Linked DNA regions of Mus musculus: region 1 is linked to region 2. The links are chromatin contacts, called in public HiChIP or PLAC-seq maps. All regions are on one chromosome and are shown on one strand. The core of a region is the stretch at or near the end of the contact, and the rest is flanking DNA. Distances in the headings are between cores, read along the strand shown. Region 1 overlaps Aacs (acetoacetyl-CoA synthetase). Region 2 holds the start of Bri3bp (Bri3 binding protein).

Region 1 (2,963 bases), core at 397-2,896, 65 kb before region 2:
AAGGGAGGCCTCCATACACTGGCTGCTGTTATTTGAATGACAAATGCCCCACAGGCTTATATGTGTGAACACAGGCCTCCAGCAGGTGGCGCTGTTTGGGGAGTTCTGGACCTTTTAAGAGCTGGGGCTGCCGGGCAGTGGTGGCGCACGCCTTTAATTCCAGCACTTGGGAGGCAGAGGCAGGCGGATTTCTGAGTTCGAGGCCAGCCTGGTCTACAAAGTGAGTTCCAGGGCAGCCAGGGCTACTCAGAAAAACCCTGTCTCGAAAAACCAAAAACAAAACAACAACAACAAAAAAAAAAAAAAAAAAAAAAAAAAAGAGCTGGGGCTTTCCTGAAGAAGTTCGGTCTTTCAGGTTTTAAAGTCTGGTCCCTTGGTCTAGCAAACTTTATATGCCCCAGTACAGGGGAAAGCCAGGGCCAAGAAGTGGGAGTGAGTGAGTAGGGGAGCGGGGGGGGGGGGGGGGGGGGGGGCAGGGCGGGACGGGACGGGACGGGACGCAGAGGGTATAGGGGACTTTTGGGATAGCATTTGAAATGTACATGAAGAAAATATCCAAGAAAAAAAAAAAGAAAAGATGTTCTTATTATACTCTTAAGGTTTCTTTGTTGAAATGGTAAGAATAATTCTTCTAATTTTTAGATTTTAAACATAAATGGGATACAAAAAGTGAATATTTTGCAAAGAATAAATCATGTTATCAGATAGTATCGTGTGAAATAAAAATCATCCAAAATATTAAAAAAAAAAAAGTCTGGCCCCACTTCCTGTTCTCCACTTCCTGGCTGCCAGGTGGTCTTGCATTCCTGTTGCCCTGCTGGGACCTGTAAGCCAGGAGAACCCCCTTTCTCCTCTAAGCTGCTTTCCGATGGGGAATCTACCACAGCCACAGAAACCCCCTCCCTCCCAGAGGGGTCTCTGCTCCCTCCGCTACTGTGGATCTGCAGCAAGAGTGAGCATCCTCCCAAGGGTCACACCCATGTGCCTGTTTGTCACCCTCACAGTCTAAGCTCAAATGAAAGCAATGCCTTTCTCCCCCAGGTTCATCCCACGCTTAGCATTTGATTGTTAAATGCCCAGGCAGACCGAGTTCCCTCAGGGAGGTGACAGAGTAAGGTTCTCTGGGTCTCAAACAAGAGTTTCATCTTATTTCTTTGAGTGCAGGGAAGGGAACCCAGGGTGGACATGTGCTGGGCAGAAGCCATGACACTGAGCCGCAGCCCTGGCCCTGAGTAAGCTGGAGGAGGGAACGGGACCCTGCTTTCAAAAGCCGTCTCATGAACATAGGAACCCAGGTTATAAGTCAGTACACACAATCCCCCGTCGGCCCCACAATCTGCAATGTCAGAGCGGCTGGCTCACTGGGTGCATCCCACCCCGGCTACATCACGCCCCACACCACCCCAACCTATCTCAGCCACCACAGCCCCAGGACTGCAGTGTTCTCTTGCTCCAGGTCTCCCCCTAGACATCTCATTTAGAGAAAAAAAACGGCACCCTGGGGATTCTGCAGAAGCGACTGGCCTGATTGATGACTGTTAGCCCAGCAGAGGCAGGGCACCTACCCCGGCTGAGTGCACCATGCACTTGGGCGCTCCCGTCGTGCCTGAGGAGAACATGATGAACAGAGGGTGGCTGAAGGGCAGCTGCTCAAACTCGAGCTGCGGCGCCTGCGCGCCGGTCCCGCTTGCCAGGAAATCATCCAGGAACACACTGTAGGCGGGTACAGGAGAAAAACCAACAGTGACCGTTCCAGAATGCCAGAAGAGCTCTGCTGATTCTGCCCCCCAGCTAGATATGGCCCAGGATCCCTCCACATCTACCACAAGAGCCTGGAGCACTGGCTTGCCTGGTATCCACGGATACTGAGTGGCTATGGAAGGAAGCCCTGTGCCTGAGGAAGGAAAACATCAGGCTCCCAAACCAAGGTGGCTAAAGGTGGAGTCAGAACATGAAGATTAGGCACTGGACTTGCTTGGATCAAGGGCTGGCTTTTAGATTTATTTGTTTGTTTGTTTGTTTGTTTGTTTGTTTATTATATGTAAGTACACTGTAGCTGTCCTCAGACACTCCAGAAGAGGGCGTCAGATTTATTTATTTACTTATTTATTTATTTATTTATTATATGTAAGTACACTGTAGCTGTCCTCAGACACTCCAGAAGAGGGCGTCAGCTTTATTTATTTATTTATTTATTTATTTATTTATTTATTTATTTATTATATGTAAGTACACTGTAGCTGTCCTCAGACACTCCAGAAGAGGGCATCAGATCTCGTTATGGATGGTTGTGAGCCACCATGTCGTTGCTGGGATTTGAACTCCTGACCTTCGGAAGAGCAGTCGGGTGCTCTTACCCACTGAGCCATCTCACCAGCCCAAGGGCTGGCTTTTAGAGACATGACACCCACACCCACACAATCAATACCACTCTACATTGCTAGGAAGACTAGCTCACGGCGAGCCTATCCGCTATCCACAGACCCAGGACCAGTGTGGACCAGTCCACTTGCTTGTTCATACTTCACCTTCCAATGAGTAGCCAGGGACAGGAGTGCCTGCCCCACTCCTGAACCTGAAGGGGCAGAGGCAGCAAGGCAGCATCAGGAAGGCAAGGCCCAAAGCTACCACAAAGCAAATCTATGTAGCCCCATTTATTACATCCTGGGCCCTACAGCAGCCATGTGTAAACGACTGACCTAGAATAAATACAACTTAGCCAAACCTGCCCTGCCTAGGCCCACAGCCACCAGAAGCCACCACAGGTGGGTGGCCCAGAACCACAGAACAAACAGGAACAGCGGGTCTCCATTTTCTGACAAATCAAACTCTCTCTTCCAAGCAAGGAGGTGGGATGTCATTAAACGGAACGATTTGCTGAGGCTGTGACACCGAAACCCGCCCCACCTGGCATGAGAAGACATGCCTCGGAGACCAGGGACAGAGGAATGCCTTAAAAAAAG
Region 2 (2,700 bases), core at 141-2,640:
TGACCAAATAAGGATTCTCAAGACCCACACGGTGGAAGCAGAGAACTTTAAAGATGTCCTAAAGCTGTCTTCTGACTTTCGTACGTACATGTGCACATAGGTGCGCGCACACACACACGTAATACAGTCAACAAATAAACATAATACAAAATATCTAAAAGTTAGTCACTGGGACTGGGAAGAGATGGCGATAAAGAACTTCCTGTGCAACTATAAGGACCTGGGTTCCAGTATAACCCTAGGACAAGCCCAAGAACGCTTGAAACCCGATGCTGGGGAAGTGGAGCACGAAGATCGAAGAGGCCCACTGGCCAGCCAGCTTGGCCTCATCTTCAAACTTCGGAGGAATAAGAAAACTTGTCTCAAAATACAAAGGTGGACGACTCCTTAAGTTGAATACCTGAGGTTGACTTCTGGACTCCATACTCACACACATCAAGTGAAGTCACCGACCTAATCTCATCCTGCTGGAAAGAGGGAGCGCCCCAACTTGGACCCAAAGTTCTCTGGACTCCACAACCCCGAGACCAGAGACCAGGGAGGAAACGAGAGGAAGGCAAAAGAACCGCGTGCATCTTGACTTCTCTTTTTTCAGTACGGTGTACGCAACGTAGGTACCAAGGAGGAGCCGGGGGAGAGCTCCTTGGTGGAGGGGCTCATCCCAGTCCCGGAGACCCTAGGCTCCCAAGCTGAACCAAAGGTTCCAACCAAGAGGTTCCCCACCCCCACCCCAAACACACAGTAGGCGATCAGGTTGCTAAAGCAATAGCTCAGACCCCATCACTCCCTGGAAAAGAGAACTCGGCCCAGTTATCTCCGAGGCAAGAGGTAGAAGAAGGCAGAAGGCCCATGGGGCCGGGCCGCGCGGGGACCCGGACGTCCCCAGTGCCTGGCTCATAGTGGTCGACCATTGAGACGCGGCGGGTAGCGCGCGGGCGTCACGCGCACCCGGGGGCCGCGCTCGGTCCGGGCTGCAGCAGGCCGCGACTGTCCCCAGCTCGGATCGCCCCCCCCACCCCCAACGGTCTCCAGGCCCGGCAAGGTGACCGCGGGCGCGCCGCCCACCTTCTGAGCCGCGCGCACGTTGTCCTCTCCGAAGAGGCTGCTCACGCTCTGCGAGAAGCTGCTCGTCGCGCGCCGGTGGCTGTTCTTGTCCGCAGCCCCGCGGCCCCGAGCCCCCTGCGCTCCAGGAGCCACCAGCGCCAGCAGCAGCAGCGCCAGAAGCAGAACCGGCAGCAGCACCCGCAACCCGGCCCGGACCCGGGTCCGGGGCTCCTGGGACGCGCGCGCGCCCATGTTCGGCCAGGGGAGGAGGGTCGCGGGGCTGAAAGGGGGAGAGGGCGGAGCACACGGCCAGAGAGGGCTCCGGGGCCGCACCGCGTGGGCGCGCCGTCGCCCCGCCCCGCCTTGCAGCCCCGCCCCGCCCCGCGCACGAAGCCCCGCCTCCCACCCGCAGCCCCTAGGGGACGCCTCCCCTGTACCCTTGAAGCTGATAGTATCAACTCTGCTGCACACCGCAGAGCCTGCGGGGCTTGCACAGGATCACTCCTGATCGGGGCCGGATCCTTGCAAGCGTTTGAAAACACTGAAGGACAGGTGTGTCACCTCCCCACACCCCAAAAGCAGGCGGCGCGGAGCACGCGTTCTTTCGTTCTCAGGCCCCTCCTGAGAACAGATGGCATTTCCGAGCCATAAAGTGGTTGGAGAGGAGAAGCTAGTGATGGGACAGGGGAGGCGAGCTGATGTGAGAGGAGGGGGCCAGAGCAATGATTTAGCATCGAGCAGTCCCATATAAAGGATTTGATGGGATCAGGGGGTTTTCCGCAGGACTCATCAAAAGAGATTGGGAGGGGGGAGGGTGTCTAGAGTTGTTCCCGCCAGTCAGTTCTGGTGTCAGGAAGTACCGGCACCACGCCACTTACAAGGACTTAAAGGAGCAAAGCCCTAGAGCCCCAATTTACAGGTGTGTAGGGATGAGAGGAACTCACAATCCAAAATTCAGGGCTCCCTACAGGAAAAACTACTGAGCTTCTTGTATATGACCCTCCATGGCAGTCAAGAAGACCAGAGGACTATGAACTTGAAAAATTTAAGAGCCTCATTAACCGTATTCAGGGCATCTTGGTGCATTCCTGTCCAACCCTAGAGAGGCTGAGGGAGGAAGTTATACCCTGAGTCCCAGTACAACCTTCCCTAAATAGTGGGGCCCTGTTTCAAATAAAAAGAGGAAGAGGAGGCAGAGGTAGGTGGATCTCTGTGATGTCTAGGCCAGCCTGGTCTACTGAGTGAGTTCCAGAACAGCCAAGACTACACAGAGAAATCTTGTCTGGAAAAAAAATTGATTAATTTAATTAATCAGTTAATTTACTGAGATACATTTGAGGGGTTGGGGGCAGACAGGGTGAGAACAGAAATCATGTAACATTTTAATTCAAAATGATGGTAATATAAAGCTAAGTGGGGGGGGGGGGGCTGGAGAGATGGTTCAGCAGTTAAGAGCACTGACTGCTCTTCCGGAGGCCCTGAGTTCAAATCCCAGCCAACCACATGGTGGCTCATAACCACCCTTAAAGAGGCCCTCACTAAGCTAAGTGATGGTTCAGGTCTGTTATTCCAACTACAAATAGCTGAGGTTCTGACTCGGCTACAGTCTGACAACCTGATTTCTATCACTGGGATACTACTCTTTTGACTTTCGCA

What was found. HiChIP or PLAC-seq counts read pairs in DNA pulled down with a chosen protein or histone mark.
Region 1: an H3K4me3 HiChIP or PLAC-seq map of embryonic stem cells shows a contact between it and region 2, with 38 read pairs. The contact joins the enhancer-like site here to the promoter of Bri3bp in region 2. A contact is called at or near these places in 1 of 15 datasets of contacts at CTCF or cohesin (embryonic stem cells), 3 of 484 Hi-C or Micro-C datasets (embryonic stem cells, liver and nephron progenitors), 6 of 115 datasets of contacts at active chromatin or transcription factors (the SCID.adh cell line, embryonic stem cells and pancreatic cancer cells) and 3 of 9 other capture datasets (adipose tissue, liver and pancreatic islet).

Annotation. Positions count from the first base shown.
Region 1 is chr5:125,504,899-125,507,861 of GRCm38.p6, reverse strand. It overlaps Aacs (acetoacetyl-CoA synthetase), which reads right to left. Exons shown (of 18, transcript NM_030210.2): 8 at 1,566-1,713. Among named protein-coding and RNA genes, the nearest start is that of Tmem132b, 26 kb to the left of the region's middle. Within about 2 kb of position 1,646, at least 11 of the 459 cell types and tissues checked have an H3K27ac peak or open chromatin away from gene starts, as enhancers often do. A contact at or near this core is called in embryonic stem cells and pancreatic islet, where this site is marked.
Region 2 is chr5:125,440,258-125,442,957 of GRCm38.p6, reverse strand. It overlaps Bri3bp (Bri3 binding protein), which reads right to left and starts at 1,390. Exons shown (of 3, transcript NM_029752.2): 1 at 1,066-1,390. The coding sequence starts at 1,296.